Linked DNA regions of Sus scrofa: all the other regions are linked to region 1. The links are chromatin contacts, called in public Hi-C and promoter capture Hi-C maps. All regions are on one chromosome and are shown on one strand. The core of a region is the stretch at or near the end of the contact, and the rest is flanking DNA. Distances in the headings are between cores, read along the strand shown.

The links. Promoter capture Hi-C pulls out the DNA fragments that hold promoters and counts their contacts. A called contact is a pair of places that touch in the nucleus more often than the background predicts.
Region 2: a contact with region 1 is called in a Hi-C map of liver, with 10 times the contacts expected there. The contact joins the promoter of LOC110261034 here to the promoter of ZNF331 in region 1. A contact is called at or near these places in 1 of 5 promoter capture datasets (liver) and 3 of 47 Hi-C or Micro-C datasets (heart right ventricle and liver).
Region 3: a contact with region 1 is called in a promoter capture Hi-C map of liver, with 5 times the contacts expected there. The contact joins the promoter of PRPF31 here to the promoter of ZNF331 in region 1. A contact is called at or near these places in 1 of 5 promoter capture datasets (liver) and 3 of 47 Hi-C or Micro-C datasets (heart right ventricle and liver).

The regions. Positions count from the first base shown.
Region 1 is chr6:56,610,152-56,612,789 of Sscrofa11.1, forward strand. It overlaps ZNF331 (zinc finger protein 331), which reads right to left and starts at 1,296. Exons shown (of 5, transcript XM_021097273.1): 1 at 1,113-1,296.
Region 2 is chr6:55,744,575-55,747,212 of Sscrofa11.1, forward strand. LOC110261034 (myeloid cell surface antigen CD33-like) reads left to right here and starts at 1,290. Exons shown (of 6, transcript XM_021094852.1): 1 at 1,290-2,375. The coding sequence starts at 2,351. It overlaps CTU1 (cytoplasmic tRNA 2-thiolation protein 1), which reads right to left and starts at 1,169. Exons shown (of 4, transcript XM_021094859.1): 1 at 996-1,169.
Region 3 is chr6:56,010,197-56,012,834 of Sscrofa11.1, forward strand. It overlaps PRPF31 (U4/U6 small nuclear ribonucleoprotein Prp31), which reads right to left and starts at 1,311. Exons shown (of 14, transcript XM_003127413.5): 1 at 1,186-1,311. It overlaps TFPT (TCF3 fusion partner), which reads left to right and starts at 1,300. Exons shown (of 6, transcript XM_021094886.1): 1 at 1,300-1,761; 2 at 2,309-2,567. The coding sequence starts at 1,739.

The sequences.
Region 1 (2,638 bases), core at 46-2,545:
AGACACTAGGGCTTTTCTGGAGCACAGACTACATCAGAAAATATCCTCCAATGCCCCACCTGTTCCCACGTCTTATCTTAAACCAATCAGAAATAAGAGGGCACTGAGATCTCAGAATTTCGGAGATCCCTGGTGACTAGGCTCTAATAATTGGAGTTCTGAAATATGTAGCTGTCTTCTACCCCCAGCTACCTGGTCAGGGTCCTCTCCCATCCGAAAAGGGGATCTTCTTCCCGAGGCTTTTTCACCCTGTCACTCAGGTAACCTGAATTTGAGATGGCGAGCACCTATGGCTCTGAGATTGCCATCTCACGACTATGTCTGTGCCATTCTTGTCATTTTCATCACAGGGTTCAGGCTTTGACTTGTATTCGGGGCCACTGTCCCCAAACAAGGACCAGAAGGTTGGAACGTGAAGGGAGAGGGAGCAGCAGAAACATGAGAGCTACAGGTTACACTGTCACACACAACCGTGCTCACTCAATCCGCGGCCACACATCCAAACACAATCCTGCACCTGTCACAGCCAAGCGATGGCACAAACCACCATGAGACACCCCTTGACTCTGTCACAAGAACTGACGCCCACGCCAGAGACATGGTGTGTGTCTCTGCCAATCCCACTTAAGTGCAAAGGCTCATCTCAGCCGCCGAGACACATCTGGGCCCCGCCACCCACGCAGGGCCCACGCGCATGTAACTCACGCAGAGCAGAGTGGCCGAGTCACAGCCCGTCACAGCCTAGCCGCGTCCCCCTTCCAGATGCCCACGCGACGCACAGCCACGGGGATGGCGCCGAGTCGCGCCCCCCGCCCCCCGCCCACACTCACGCGCAAGTGCGTCACCAGTACAGGTACCCGGCCTGTCTCCCTCGCCGACGCTCACGCGCGCGTCTCGCTCTATGCACACGGCTGAGCCCGATCCGCGCGCGCGCGCACACACACACACACACACACACACACACACACACACACACACACACTCGCACTTCCTCCGCAGCCGCTCCCGGGAGCCAGAGGCCGAGGCTCTGTTTCGGGCCTCTCCGCCTCTCTTTCACCGCAGTCGCCCGCCGCGTTCCGTGCTGGTGTCCTCCTGGGATGCTACTAACTCACCGCTTGGGGCCTAACAACCAACAGGGCGTCCGGAGCGAGCGCGAGCGTTGAGGTTATCTCCAGACACCGTCACCAGGAAACCAGAGCTTTAAAAAAAAAAAAAGAAAGAAAAAAAAAAAAAAAATCTTCGCGCAGAAAGCGCATCTTCCGGCATGCAACTGGGCGAGTTTCTACTGGGGGCGGTGCTCCAGAGCCTTCTGGGACATGTAGTCTAGAAACCCAGAGATCCGCGGAGCTGAACACTCAATGGCTCGCTTACCCAGCATGCAACCCCTCAAGAGGCAGGAGTGGAGCTGTGCCTCAGAGGTTTCTGGGAAATGTAGTTCGCATCTCGGGGGCGCTAGACAAGGCCTTCAGAAGGCGTCTCCCCTACCCCTAAAGGAGCGCTGTACCTCCAGACTTGGAGGGAATGCGTTTCAGAGCCGCGGAATTTCAAAATGCTGGGAGCTTTGCCAGCTCTTCGGATTTCTTTTCTCCTTTTCTTCTTTTAATGCGAGAAAAGCATACAAATTTTATTACGTTCTTTCATGTACATGGGGGCTTTCAGAAGAGGATGAAAACCTGAAGATATGTCCACAGCAGGAAGCTTTTATACCTTTGAGACAAAGAAACGATGAATTGTGAAGTATTGACAGTGCTCCGGGCTAGTGATAGACCTATTACGGCCTGATAACTCTTATCTTCATGTAATGAGGTTTGTTTGAGAGTCCTCTGATGCCATCTGTCTACATTTATTATTAATTAATTAATTAATTTTTAGGGCCACACCCGTGGCATATGGAGGGGGGTCTAATTGGAGCTGTTGCCGCTGACCTACACCACAGCTCAGGGCAACACCAGATCCTTAACCCACTGAGGGAGGCCAGGGATCGAACCCACAACCTCATGGTTCCTAGTTGGATTCATTTCTGCTGTGCCAACATGGGAACTCCCAGTCTATCGTCATTTAAAGAATTTACTTTCTGCCTTTTGACAGAGAAGGGGCTCTTTTGTGTGTTTACTGCTTTTAAAGAAGGTTTAATTATTTTTTTCTTTTTAGGGCCGCACCCATATCATATGTAAGTTCCTAGGCTAGGGGTAGAAATGGAGCTGAAGCTGCCTAAGTCACAGCTATAGCAACGTAGAAACGTAGAATCTGCGACCCACACCACAGCTCATGGCAACCCTGGATCCTTAACCCACTGAAAAAGGCAGGGGATCAAACTGGAGTCCTCATGGAGACCATTTGGGTTCTTTACTGCTGAGCAACAACCGGAACTCCCTCAAAGTAATTTTTATGTCAAAGAAGCATGTTTTGGGGTGACATACCTGGTTTCCTTAAGTAATGATGCAGGCATTGTTTTTGATAAGGAGGGCCATGAAATCTTTCTGTAAGTGTTCTCTTTTCGTATACTATGCCGCTTTATACTGTTTATAAAGTTTAGTTTAAGTCTGTCTACTGTGAGTCAGTAGTATTCATGTATTTTCTAAGGTTCCTGTGATGTGAAAAACTTTGTGTTAAGATCTCGTTCCATCTTATTAACAGC
Region 2 (2,638 bases), core at 40-2,539, 870 kb before region 1:
GTTAAGCATCTTCCCTTTGAAGACTTGATCAACCCCAGGCTGGGTCAGGAGCCCCCTCTGGGCTAGCAGAGCCCCTTGTATGCCTCCATCTGCACTGGATCTCGACTCTACCCTTCATGGTGACAGGTGTGTACTGTACTGTGAGCCTGGAGGGGGGAGGGGGGAAGGCCCTCCCAGTCCCCTCGGAGAACAAAGGGAAGGCAACATGTGACATCAGCACCTGTGTGCACATGCACGATTCTGTAACAAGGTGCCATAACCTGAATCCATGGATCTATAACTGTCCACTCAGAAATTACAGAATGTATGTTACCTTATAAGGGGGACAAAGAGACCAAAGCAGGGAAAAAAATAATCATAATAACGGAGGATATGTAAGACCACGCCCCACTGTGTTGGAGGCTCAGCCTTTGGATATGAACCTGCTAAGCCAGTGCGGGCACGAATATATGCTGTTGCCTGGCAAAAAGGTCTCGGTGTCCTGTCTCCCTGTGCGTAAGTCCTGCAACAAGCCCAATAAACGCAGGGACAGGGTCTGCTTCCTCCACCACTGACCTCCCCTGCCTCGAGGTGGACTTGGCACAGGATGGGTGCTCAGTAAAGTTCTGAGGGATGAGGGAATGATAAATGCCCCCGGAAAACGGGGCCCAGGCCTCAGGGATGCCTCCGGATTGCAGCCTTGTCAGAAGGACCCATGGGATGTAACATCATTCTATCAGGACAGAGTAGGGGCAATGCGGACGTACCCAGCTAGAGTCAGGGGCAGGGAAATGGTCGAAACTCAACCTGAGGGGGGGAGGGAGGGTGCGGGCCAGAGACAGGCCAGGCCGCAGGGTCCGAAGGGGGATGGTGGCCAGAAGGCCTCTGGGATAACAGGCGCTGGGAAAACTGAGGCGAGTGTCATCACTCCCACAGAGACCTTCAACCCTCAGACGACACCGCAACAAAGAGCGGGCGCTCACGGGCGGACCAACTCGAGGCGGGGGAATACTCACCTGAGGAGAACTCGGGGGTGGATCGTCCAAACCGTCTGACACGCGGAACTCCGGCACGGAAGTGGATCCGGAGACTACAACTCCCAAAAGACCTTGGAGGCTGCCTTGCCTACGGCTCCCAGAATCCCATGCAACGGCTCCTGAGGCACTTATGGTTACCAGGTCCTCTTGGCTTACAACTCCCAGCAACCTTTGTGGCCCCATTTTTCACTCTGCCTACCGCTCCCAAAATGCACTGCCGCATGCACCGCCCTCTTTCTTTTCTGCGCCTGCGCAGGGGGCAAAGGCCGTAGCGCATGCGTTATTTTGCTGTGGTAGTGCTCTCTCACCGTGCTGGACGCTTAAAAGGCGAAGTGACTGTGTTAAAATTATATATTTTTGTAGCTAGGCTTTTATAGGGATTATAGAGCATAATGTTTTTACCCTCTGCGATGGGGTTTCGGTGGGAACCGAAGGTTTGGTCGCGTGTGTAAAAAGAGGAGATGGGACATGCGCAGTACAGAGATTCTGAGAGGAGCGGTTCGCCCTGGATGCACGCGTGCCCTGCAGGACTGGTTCATGGTGCGCCTGAGCGTGTCGGCTGGGGAGAGGGAGCAGTGTGTTTGAGAGCCGAGGCCTCTGCGCGTGCGTCAGCCGTCGACACTCCGTCTTCTGAAGAGTGTTCCAAAGACTCAGATTCCTGAAACCCACCAGTCCCCACGCCCAGTGTCATAGAGACTCAGAGTTTCAGAAACTCAGACCCTTGAACTAAAGGAGCCAAGAGACCGGGGACTCGAGAGGCAGCTCTCACCAACCAGCACATCTGTCATATTGAACCTCTTGGATCCAGACATAGGGTCTCTGTTCTTTGTGATCAGCCCCCCCTGCCCTGCCCCCCGCCAGAGATGCAGTCAGCGCTTAACTCTGAATCAGCACCGCGGACAGCACACACCCCTCCTCCCTTTCCAACCCAGGAGCCAGAGCACGTCCTGGGCAGAGGCCCCATCCCTGCTGGGGTAGAGGTGGGGTTGGTCACAAACAGATCACAGAACTTGGTAGCTGGTGGAGGATTCCCAGCACAGTGGTAAAGTGAGAACGTAACACCTGCGAGCCCAAGATTATCTGCAGAACTCACATCCCTTGTGACTGCCTGAGAGCCCTTACTTGGCCTGTACCTCTCTGAGAACTCCCTTTCCAGTCCAGAAGAGCTAGAACTCCACCCATCCCTGGCCTTTGCTGCCCTCATCACAGGCACTTTCGCTATGGCATTGGATTGCCAGGTAACCTGCCTTCCAACCGGATGTTACTTTCCTCAGAGACAAGGGCTGGATCTTTACTAGAAACCTGAAGGCACAGTGTAGACGACTGGTGAATGAATGAAATTTCCTCTCTCACCTCACGGTAAGTGTTGACATTTCTTACCTCTAAAATTAATATAAACTTCCTGGGAAATCCCTGGTGCCTCAGTGGGTTAAGGATCTGGCATTGTCAGATATGGCACAAGTTCCATCCTCAGCCTTGGAATTTCCACATATATTGGGCATAGCCAAAAAAAAAAAAAAAGTTCCCATTGTGTCTCAGCGGGTCAAGAACCCAACATGGTCTCCCTGAAGATACAGGTTCGAATCCTGGCCTTGCTCAGTGGGTTGGGGATCCGACAAGGA
Region 3 (2,638 bases), core at 61-2,560, 600 kb before region 1:
TGCCGGATCCTTAACCCACTGAGTGAGGCCAGGGAGCGAACCTGCATCCTCATGAATGCTAGTCAGATTCCTTTCCACTGAGCCACGATGGGAACTCCACAAGTATCTCTTCTTATCCTCTGTTTCCTCACTAAACTAAGCAAAACTAGGGACCGTATCTGTCTGTTCATCTCTGTATCTCCACCAACTAGCAGAATATCTACCATATACTAGGTATTCAGGAAATAATCGGCAGGGAGTTCCCTCTGGTTGCAGTAGGTTAAGTAACCAGCGTTGCCACAACTGCGTGGCTCAGATTGATCCTTGGCCTCGAACTTCCTTATGTCACCGGTACAGCCAAAAGAAAGAAAGAAAGAAAGAAAAGAAAGGAGGGAAGGAGAAAGGAAGAAAGATTCAGTAAATAAGTGAATGAGCAATTTTATGTAATCCTTTAACCCACCTCAATATGGTCTCCTCTCTCTGAGTCTCTGAATATATAACTTTTTCATCCCTAAAGTAGGGACACAGATGCTATTTCCTGCAGCGTGGATCTTCTCCGACACCAAGACTAGAGCCTAACCCGCTGTTGTTATACATCTTATGAACTCTTTGTTGGCTTCAACACTTAAGAGGCTCTAAATGTCTAACATTTTGTTTAATATCCATCTTCCCCATCAAGCGAAAATTTCAATGAAACTAGGCACTAAGTCCGTACTCTTCATTGCGCGCTACTCCCACTGCCCAGCGCAGCACCTGGCACGTAGCAGGTACCACATCCTCGCTGGATTCCAGCCAACCTCTCCAGCCGCAGCCCCCACCACTAGTCCTTCTCACATTTTTTCTTTCACCAACTTCTTCCCCTCACTTTAACCGGCTCAACACCTTCCTCATCCTTCGGTTCTCATTCTACATTCTGCACCCCACTCCAGAGTGCCTAGGTTGCTTGGTGAAACACATCCCATGCGCCCTGTGTGGACCCTAAGGCGCTTCACACGTTGGTGATTTTTTAAGTAATGACTTGTTTAATCCTGTCTCCCCAGGCACCATGGAAAGCGCTAAGGGCGCTGAGAAATTTTTTTTGGCCCCAAAGCCGTAACACTGTAGGAGCATATGAAGCCTCTGGGTAGTCGGTCGACACTTTCACACTTCCTCCTCTAGACCCAGGAATCCGACCTCCCGCCCTCCTCTCGTCCCCATCACACTCACCTCTTTCCCCCTCGCAGAACCGTTCCTAGGAAATAGGCGTTCCAACAGCGGTCGACGCTCACTGATGACGTCTTACCCTTGCGCCGTCGTCGAGGCAAAGCTGCGCTCTGATTGGCCCACGCCCCGCGTCGTTCCCGGCCGCGTTTGGAACAACAACTTTATTAACACTTCCCGCTAGGCAGAGAATGGGTGAGCAGGCGGTAGAGGGGGCTTGTTTGGCTCGTGGCCCTCTGTGAACTGAGTCTGATCAGCGGAGAATCGCCGTAGTCTGACCACAGGGTGTCAAGACAAGAATAAAGGCGACGGCAACTCAGGCGACTGGTGGAGACGTTCGACGAGAAAGCAAGGCCTTTATGCCGGGAGTCGGCGTGGGGTTGGACGGTTTGGGGAGCGGAGCCGGAGATCGGAAACTACAGCTCCCAGTAGGCGTAGCGGCGAAGTCCCGGATGTGGTGGCCGTGAAGCCTGATGGGACCGGTAGTTTTGCCAACGATTTAACCTAGCGGTTTGAGATTGGACCTCCTGAGGCCTGAGGCGCTCGGAGCCGGAGAGAGATGGAGCTGGAGCAGAGAGAGGGGTGAGTGGCTTTGGGGGAAACTACGAATCCCAAAAAACCTTGCGGCTGCGTAATGGCAGTCTTCTGCGTTGAGGACTGACGGGGATTGCAGTTCCTGCAGCACTTTAGCTTAGAACTCTTTTAGGGACTGGGGTCCGTATTCCAGCCTCCTGGGTTGGGGGTGGAGGGTGGGGAAGCTACGGGTTTAGACTCCTGATAGGAGAGACGACGAGGTTGGGGGCCGGGACTCCTGGATTTGAGTGAGGGATGGGGGGCTGGAAGCCCCGGTGATACTCGAGGAGGAAGAGTCTGGAGGTCTAGATTCCTGGATCCTGGGAAGGGTGTGCTGGGGGCCAGGGCCTGAGGAAGGAGAATCTAGCAGCCTGGACGCCTAGATCCGGGGAAGAAATGGTTGGGGCTCAAACTCTTGTGGATCCTGGGAAGAGGGGGCTGGGGGCTCCGGACTTCTGCGTCTGAGGGAGGAGGGGGCTGGCGGCTTGGCACCTGGTCTGAGGGAGGAGGGACTAGGTGCGGAGGTTCAGGGATCCTGAGTCCCCTGACCCTACAGGACCATGGCAGCCGTGGGCTTTGAAGAGTTCTCGGCGCCGCCAGGCTCAGAGTTGGCGCTGCCTCCGCTGTTCGGTGGTCACATCCTGGAGAGCGAGCTTGAAACAGAAGTGGAGTTTGTGTCTGGGGGTCTGGGCGGCTCCGGGCTCCGGGAGCGAGATGAAGAGGAAGAGGCAGCGCGGGGCCGCCGGCGCCGCCAGCGGGAACTAAATCGCAGGAAGTATCAGGCACTAGGTCGGCGCTGCCGGGAGATCGAGCAGGTAGGTGAGTGTGGATTCCCCCGTTTTGAGGTCCCCTGGCCTTAATTACCAGTCCCTCCGGGCCGCTGCCT